2 separate regions of the Strix aluco genome follow, and region 1 is linked to region 2. The links are chromatin contacts, called in public Hi-C maps. All regions are on one chromosome and are shown on one strand. The core of a region is the stretch at or near the end of the contact, and the rest is flanking DNA. Distances in the headings are between cores, read along the strand shown. Region 1 holds the start of PHACTR2 (phosphatase and actin regulator 2). Region 2 holds the start of LTV1 (LTV1 ribosome biogenesis factor).

Evidence for each region. Hi-C and Micro-C count contacts between places; a contact is called where the count stands out from the background.
Region 1: a Hi-C map of brain shows a contact between it and region 2, with 3 times the contacts expected there. The contact joins the promoter of PHACTR2 here to the promoter of LTV1 in region 2. A contact is called at or near these places in 2 of 2 Hi-C or Micro-C datasets (brain and heart).

The regions. Positions count from the first base shown.
Region 1 is chr3:64,607,414-64,611,716 of bStrAlu1.hap1, reverse strand. It overlaps PHACTR2 (phosphatase and actin regulator 2), which reads left to right and starts at 1,719. Exons shown (of 13, transcript XM_074818886.1): 1 at 1,719-1,924. The coding sequence starts at 1,780.
Region 2 is chr3:64,457,111-64,461,754 of bStrAlu1.hap1, reverse strand. It overlaps LTV1 (LTV1 ribosome biogenesis factor), which reads left to right and starts at 1,926. Exons shown (of 11, transcript XM_074818885.1): 1 at 1,926-2,060; 2 at 3,342-3,473; 3 at 3,936-4,124. The coding sequence starts at 2,058.

The sequences.
Region 1 (4,303 bases), core at 470-2,969, 150 kb before region 2:
ATCTCAATAATGAACTTGATCACATCTTTTAAATTAAAAAAAAAAAAAAAAAAAAGTAGAAAACAGTTCAGTGAATAGCAGTCATGAGTACACTTCTGATTAAGGTGTAAACAGGTTCAGAAAATGTCACCAGCCCACACAGGCACAGCTACTAAAATCTCCAGTGAGGGAAAAGGTCCTCAGTGCACAGTTACATCTGTAATGATGCAAGCTGCAAAGGGTAAATAATAAAAATAGTACACTGTAAGATTTTGTGAACGCCACAAGACCAGTGTCTGTGACGGCAGGAAGCTCTAAACCTGGGTGCAGCGTGCCTGCCTGCGTGATGCTGGAGCCCCTGGGCCCCCGCAGGAAAGTCTGTAAGCATGGAGCTCGCTGCTGCGCCCCGCAAGGAGAAGCCCCTGCCTCTCACTCCTGCAGCACGGTCCCACTGGGAAAGCTCTCTGCAGCTAGGGAAGGAGCAGGCTGGTCTGTCAGTGGATGGAAGAAGGAGAGGAAATAATGAAAGCAATTCCCTGGGAGATGCTGAGCAGAAAAGACCTTTTGACCTGACTAATGGCTGACATACAAGACTCATGTACTGGATCGATTGCTTGGGCAAAGGGTGCCTGAGCCATGTGACTGCTGGGAAGAGCCCAAAACCACTGCGCCTGGGGAGTTGCACGGGGCTTGACGTTGAGAGGAGGTCACTTGGTTTCTTGGTGGGAAGCAGAGGCCAGAAACCGAATCTCGCATGGACATGTTTCAGACTCAGTAGGGTTTGATTCAGACCTGTGGAGTGGTAGTGGCTAAACTGTTGTCATACAGTCCGAATGGGACTTTCATTTTTGATAGCTAAATAATGTGGCACTGGATGCCTTAAAAGTACAGGGTGTTAGGTACAGATGCTGTCCTGTCTGTCTTTGCCATTGTGCCCGTGGCTTCAGGGCAGCAAGGGTTTTTTTCAAGGCAGAATATAAAATGATTTGCCCGTAAAAAGCAGTGAAAACATTAAATATCCTTTTAAAGATGAATCGTGTTGTAAAAGTGTATCTGTAAAACAATCACCATAAATGAAACCGCGGGGCTTGATTTTGCTTTACCCAAAGTCGCCGTGACTCCTGCTTCTGATCTGAAAGGCAGGACGACTATCTTGCTCCCAAAACGTTGAGTCACACGGTCGTCAAGCTGGTTGTGAAAAGCCTCTTGCCTGCAACCCAAACCTTAAGAAAGACAGAAAAGGGGGGGGGGGGACAGACAGAAGATTTGACTCATCGCCCTCCCTGCTCCTCTGCAGGGATGCGATGCCTTGTGCAACCTCCCGGTTTTGCGGGGGACGGCCCGGGGGAGGAGAGAGGGCACCCTGTTACACAAAACAGTGGTGTCGGTTGCTCGGCTCTTTTTAACTGATACTCTTTTTTTTTTTTTTCTTCTTCCCCCGAGAGTTGGAAATGACGGGAGCGGGGAGCACGAAGACACCCCGCGGGGAGGGGGGGGGGAGGGGGCGGGAGAGCAGATGCAGGGAGGGAGGGGACGCGGGGAGGTCCCCGCGTCCCCTCCCTCCGTGCATCTGCACACACCACACCACGCCCCCGCTTTGCTTTGCCCCTGTGCAAACACAAAATTCAAGTTCCGACAGACCCAAAATCCCCGCCGCCGTCCTGGCGGGGCGGCCCCGCTGCGACGGGGCGGTCGGAGGCGAGGGGCGGCTCTTTCTCTGCAAACTTTCCCTTTCCTCTCCCTCGCCTCCTCCTTCCCTCCTCTCCTCCCCTCCCTGCCCCTCTCGGCTCCCCGACGGCTATGGCTGAGAGAGCGGGGAGCACCGGGGGAGCACCGCCGCCCGCCTGGTTCTTGCCCGGTCCCCGCGGCCGCTCCCAAAGCGACATCTCCTCCTTCTCCTTCTCCCGGAGAACCTGCCTGCTCCGGTCCAACGTGGGTGGCTCAGGTAAGGGACAGGGAAGGGAGGGTCCTTGTGTCCGAGCCCCCCCACCCGAGCCGAGCTGAACTGGGGAATTTGGGAAGAGACATCCTCCTCCACACCCTGCCCTGCCCTCCCAGACCTCGGACCGTCTTTCTCTCGGTGGCCACGGTGTGGGTCTCTGGTTTACGGGACGTTGGATCTGCCCCTCGAGATGATGTTCATCAAGTTCCCGGCTTTCAAACTCGTGCTTTCAGGTTTAAGTGAACCCCAGTAAACAAACAAGTTGATGTTCGTCAAGTTCTTGGCTTTTCATACCCGTGTTCTCAGATTTAAATTAACCTCACTAAAGTGGTGGGTACTTCGCTCACCGAAGCATCTCTAACTGCAAGGGCAGAAAAGCTTCAGGGCATATTGTGGGGACATCAGAACTCCTCAACCTGCCACTTCACACACTATGCTTCAATTCCGTGTTAGGATTTTACTTCATGCACTTAGATCTCCTCAGGGTTTTTCGTTAACAGGTGAGGCAAAAAAAATGAATGAGTCAGTATTCCACCGTCCCACTTCAGGACTGCAAGTGCACACAGGATGATTTGGGGGTGCAAGCTGGCCCTTTGGGACAGAGTAGGCTTCCTTCAGGATTCAGAGTAGCTTTGCTGTGCAAAATGCAAGGAAGTGAATGTCCTAGTTTACAGTGCAGGTATTTGAAAGTGGCCAGAGTAAAATAAATACATACTCAGTTGGGCTATTCTTTACTCAGTCTTTTCCTGAGCTCGGGTATTGAGGCAAATGAAATTCTGGTCTCCATACTGCCAAGCACATTTTGAAAATGAGTGCTCGCCCAGTTGCAAATCAGCCCTGCTCTGTTGACCAAAACAAGACTGTAGGCACATACATCCCTGACGATGTAGGTATTTTGGATGCACCTGTGAACCTCAGTGCCATCAGGGCAGCTCCAGAGTGTGGTGAGGGACCTCCTCTGCCGCAGCACAAGCAGGACAGCGCAGTGCGTGGTCAGGTCTGCAATGGACCACAATGTCCTCTTATGTTTGCTCCTCAGGGAGTGTTAAGATGAAGCAGACCACATGCTTGGGGAAGCTCAAACATACAGCCTGTGCCTGCCTGATGAGGAGAGAGGGAGTACAAACTTGCTTAGTCACATAGGAGCAAGTAGATTCAACTTGTGGGGCCAGAGCCTGCAAGCAAAAACAACTCTACGTGACATTCTCTGCATCATTTTCAGCTCTACCTTTTCCCATGTCTACTTAAATGTTATGTTGAAGGACATTTGGGACAGGAAGGAGGGAGGAGGTTCCAGTGGTTTGTCCGAATCAGAAAGGATTACTTTTAGGTACAAGGTGTATTTTAGCACCGTCTGGAAGAATGCTGCATAAACAACACTCTATGGCTTGACGTGCACAAGATGCCTTAACCTAGATGTAGAGGGATCACCACAGAGGTTGACAAGATTGAGACCATGTCAATGTTAGACTATGTTTGTCGTTAGCTTAACTACAAAGACTACTAACAATGAGCTGGTTTCATTAGAAGAGACTGGAAAATCCAGTGGAGGTAAAATGATGGTGTTTTCAAAGATGTGCTGTTATTTGTAGTTTCTTACCCCCAAAATTTAGGCCTCCCCGTTGCCCTACTTGATTTTTTTCTTTTAATTTTGAGGATGTGCTTCCTGCCAGCAAGTGACAAGAGTTGCTTTCTCTAGTTTTTATTTTTTTGACATCTTTTCTTTCATTCTGTATTTGCTCCATTGCTGCTTCCTGTATTTTTTTCCAGCTGCTCACTGGGCACAACAAAAATACTTGCATGCTGCCACACAACTGTTGATTCTCTCTTTAAAAAGGAAAGTATGCATTAAAGATGCAAAGCTGTTTAATTTTTAATGTCATGTTTAGAGAATTGTTTTTATACTCAGATGCCATTAAAATAACCTGCTTTATCCTTCCTCCACTAACCTGGAGAACAACCATAATGGGGACAGAAATGCTAAGCACTTAGAGAAACAATATGAGCTGTATTATTATTTTTGCTTCTAACTCTTTCTCTAGCTGTACCATTTGATTAAAGTAGGTCACTCATTTACATCAGATGTTACCTATGCTTCAGCTGCTCCATTTAGAAAAGAATAATTTGCATTTTAAATAACCCGCAAAATGTTTGCTTGCTGCCTGTTCCTGGAGTGATTCACTTGCAACTGTTGAAGTCACAAGTTGCAGTTTCTGTTGCATATATGTCTTCATTTTCTAGATTCCAATGCCAGTAATGCTGAGAAGACATTGTTGTCTCCTCACACTCCATCAGTGATGGGTTGGTACCTCTATAGAAAGTTCTCACTGTCATTTATTTTACCACCTCCTGATCTACCATTCTAGGATCTGTTAAGAGGCA
Region 2 (4,644 bases), core at 677-3,176:
GTACTGCCATAGTTAGATAGGGGGTCACCAGGCTTAGGCTACTGTCAGGTGTAATCCTGTTACCAAGTCTACAGACAAGTACTTTGCACTTCTGTGGATACCAGAGCTACCTCAGGAACCTGGAAGCAGTAAGGAGTAATCTAATCTACTTCATTACCCCACAGATAAATGCCTAGCACTGTATTTTTAATAGTTGGGTGATTCTGTTCTTAGTTACTTTGTGAAAAGCTATTCCACCTGTCACTGGGTTTGCAGTATAGACATACCATGGGAAAGGAGCTGCTCCTGTTAGGTGCAGTCCTGAAAAACCCATTCACGGCATGCAGTGGAAGGGTTGCTAATCTTCCCGTACCAGGAGGTGTACACGACAGCTTTCAGATGACTGACAGCAACGAGATACTCACCATGTACTTCTAGGAAGTAAGAGGAAAGGAAGGTATAGCTTTTGTACAGATATATGCAGGGATAATTTGAATCCTCTGAGTGAAAGAGTCATTTCAACTGATGGAGCAGATCAGATTAGTTTGTGCACTTCCATAAGAGTGATGTGATGAAACTTGATGATAAAGATGCAAGACTTCAGAGAATAGCCAGAAGAGTGAAAATCTGGGCTCTTTTGGATCTTTAGTGACACCTACTGAAAAAACAATGAAATCCACTCAAATATGGATAAAGCTAATATTTTAAGGTATACATATACATAAATATTTAGCTGTGTATATATACACACATCATATGTGGATAATTCTTTCTTAATTTTCAGTAACAACCTTTTCATATTTGTTACTGTTTTAATTGTCTGTATGTGCATGGAAGAAACTACTCCCTTCTGGTTTACACTTTCTTTTTGCAATGTAACAAAACGGCTTTACATCATATTCCTAAAATTCCAAGCATACTTTTCTTTGTCTTGGCAAGGAGCATGTACGTGTGTGCCTGTGTGTTTGTGCACAGGCAAGCTACGTGGCAAAGGTATAATTTATACAGCTAGAGTGTCATATCACAAGAAGTAAGAACGCATATATGGTGAAACACTGTTAATATGAATACTTACATATTTAAATATTTACACCTGAGCCTTCAAATTGAGCCTGGATATGAGCTTGTGCACAGACTGCAAAGGGGGGGGTGTGTCAGACCGCTGTGGTGCAGGGTCTTCCTGCCGGGCCAGAAGGCGAGTAGTGCCGTGCCTCCTGTCCCACACAGGTTCTTTGTAAAAGTTTAGTGTATTTTATTGTAGCGCCTGAGCACTTAGTGCAGTAAGTGAAATGATAACGTCTGTCACGTAACCTTCTCTCATCTCCCTCGCTCGGGCCGGCGAGGCGCGCAGCTGTAACCCTTGCCGTTGTAGGGCGCGCTGGCGATTTTCTGCCTGTGCGGAGCCTGGGGCAGGGTGTCGTGCTGCCGCCAGGAGTGACGGCCTCAGAGAGCCGCGCTGCGCCGCCGCGGCACCAGGCGGCTCCGCCAAGGGCCGGCGAGCAGAGTAACCACGACGGCGGACGCAGAGGCGCTGCCGCCGCTGAGGGGAGGGCGGAGGCCCCGTCCCCGGCCCCGCTCCGGCGGCAGCAGGGGGCGGAGCCCGAGCCCTAGGCCACGCCTCTCCGCCAGCGAGCTCCGCCCCGTCCTGCGAGCGACAGCCCGGCCGCTGCGCAGGCGCGTTGCCCTTTGGCCCGCTGCAAAGCGGTCTGCCGCTGAGGCCTGCTGGCGGGCGGAACCACTCTCCATCAGTTGGGGGGAGAAGTGGGAAAATATGCCTCTAGAAAGTGGAAGAAGTACCCTGCTTGCGTTCATGGAGCCTCTCTTATTAAAATACTGTTTCAGTCTGAGAAAACTCTCGTAGTTTTTGTTACTGGCGTAAAAAAAGACCTGTCCGCACTTGTAGCCTATCGCCTTCCCCCCCGTTGGTCACTGTTTTATCCCAAGATGGAGGCCGCGGCGGGGTGGTGTTGACGCCCGGCCCGCGTGCGAGCGAGAAGGACTGGGGGGGGTGCCGGGAGCGGCCGTAGCGTCTCCTGTCGCCGACGAGCAGCGCGCGCTCCCCGACCTGCCCTCGCGCCATGGTGAGGAGGAGGAGGAGGAGGAGGAGGAGGAGGAGGAGGGGCAGAGGAGGAGGGGCAGAGGATGGGGCGGCCGCGCGCGGCTCGCTGTCGTGTCCGTCCGCTCTCCCTCAGCGCTTGGGTTGAAACCGGGCCGTTTCCGTAGGGCGGTTTGGAGGGGAGAAACGCCACACTGACTGCTTTGCTTGCCGGGCTCCCCAGGAGCTTTCCCCTGCCCGGCCCGGCCCGTGGGATCTGCCCCGGCAGCCCCGGGTCCGCGGCGGGGAGCGGGAGGCGGCGGCGGCCTGGGCCGCCCGGGCGGGCGCGGCTGAGGCGAACCCCCGAGGTGTGTGCCCTGAGGCACCGGGGGTGGGGGGCAGCTGTCCTGCTCGGCTTCCTGCGGCGTCACAGGCACTTCCCTGGTACCATCGGTCACCGGCAGCTTTGTTTGTAGGGGCAACAGGTTGCCTGCTTCCAAAAACTTGAAGTATTTCCTTTTCTGGTTGCGCCAAGCGTAAGGTTTTAAAGTACATATCAAAATATATGGTGGCAGTTGATAGGCGCTGAACTTTGATATGTCATAGTGTGTCATGTATACTTAAAGCCAACAGGTAAAGAAGATAGGTTAGATCCATAGAATAGTTCACAAGTTGCATATATCTGCTATTAACACATTTTGGTAGATAAGTAAAGCAGGAAATTTTAACAAAAGTATTTCCTGACGTCAGATATGCTAACTTGCAGAAAAGACTTTCACCCAGTTAAGAATACTTCAGATTTTTGTTGATCCAGAATGCAGATACATTTTTGATGTTAGAGCTATGTCTGTGTAATGGTACAGTCGATAGTTTTTGTGGTTGATTTGGAATTACTGGTATAGGAACAGGTGTCTAAACAATTTTCAAGAAGCTAGGTGTGTCTAGATGAATTTCCTTATGTCAGTTTCCTGTGTTTCTTGGATGAAGTTTGTTTGGATTTGACCCAGTGTTTAGAAAATAGTTATTTAAAATGTCTTTTCTAGGATTATATCTTAAGGTGTATATGCTATAATCAAATATTTATTGTACTGTTGTATTGCCATTTTGCAGCTGAATACAGCTGCATATGCTATTAGAACATGTGCAGTGGCTGTTGTACGTGTAGTGAGAAGAGTTAAGCCACCACTAGTCCCTTTTTGCTTCGTCTCTAAGTATATAAGACATTGCCTTAAAAGGAATACAGTAGAATGCTCCAAGCAAAAGATTCTTTTTAGGTGCATTTAATATTTCATTTTTTACTAATGATTAACCAAATGTCCTTTTTCAGCCTCACAAGAAAAAGAAACCCTTCATAGACAAGAAGAAAGCGGTAACATTTCACTTGGTGCACAGAAGTCAGAGGGATCCACTTGCTGCTGATGATACTGCACCCCAGAGAGTTCTGCTGCCTACACAGAAAGTAAATACTTGCTTTTAATATTGAGGTTCATTCAGATAAGAAATGCCACAGGAGAGAACAGTGGGTAGAAGAGAGAGAACAGAGAACAGCCTGAGAGAAGGTAGTTTTTGGTCCAGCTTATTAAAACAAAGGGGAAGATGTAGGGAATTTGATGGGTTGAAGGATGACTAACTGGCATTACGGTCATAAACATATTAAACCACAAAAACTGCCTGACCCACCCTGAAAAGTTGTTAGTTATGCTGCTTATGGAAAAAGTTGTTTAAGGTCCAGCTCAGACAGCATCCTAACACTGAACCAGATGGCCCCAACTTTCTAATTGGCTGTGCACTGGGGTAATGAGTGGAGAGAGGACTAAAAGGACTTTAGAATTCAGGCATTCTTAATAGATGTCTTTTCTTTTTACTAATAAGTTTTAAATGGACTTAAGTAACTATATGTATTTCTTTTTACAATTCCAAGGGGCATGAGGAGCAAAGGAGAGAAGAGCAGCGGAAGTATGGAGTCTTCTTTGATGATGACTATGACTATTTGCAGCATCTAAAAGAAGCCTCTGGTCCCTCTGAGCTTGTCCCTTCTGTGCGTGGACAGCAAAGCAGAATTGTTGTCACAAGTGAGGGGCACATAGAAGATGAAATTCAGCGAGTTTCAGTAAGTAGTGGTTTTGCTAATAGTAATCGTATGCCGTTCTTTGGAGTTTAGCATCTGTAGACACATTAACCATATTCAACAAGTGTTATCTTGACTGTGATCTATATATTGTATATATATTTATTTATTTAGGATCCTTTTGACCCACAGTCAGACTTTCCTACAAGTAAAAACAAAAGTTGACCAGCCAAAGTTTATTGATGAACAGTATTTTGCCAGCACAGTGTTAAAACACTTTGTGTACCCAAGACAAGATTTTCTTGACAGAGGTGGATTACAAAGGTATTTGTTTGAACAAGTCATATGTTTTTCTGGGGTTGGCATTTGTTTTTAAGATTCTTAGAACTTTTGAATGCTCTGAGAGTTATGAATATACCAGATTATATTACCAGTACACCATGTTTTTAAAGTGGAATGTAACGGAACCCAGAGGGAATAAAACCAAACTTTTCAATTGCTGGCATAAGTTGTGGAATTTCATGATGCTAGATCATGTTGGAACAGAAAATCAAGAAGTAAT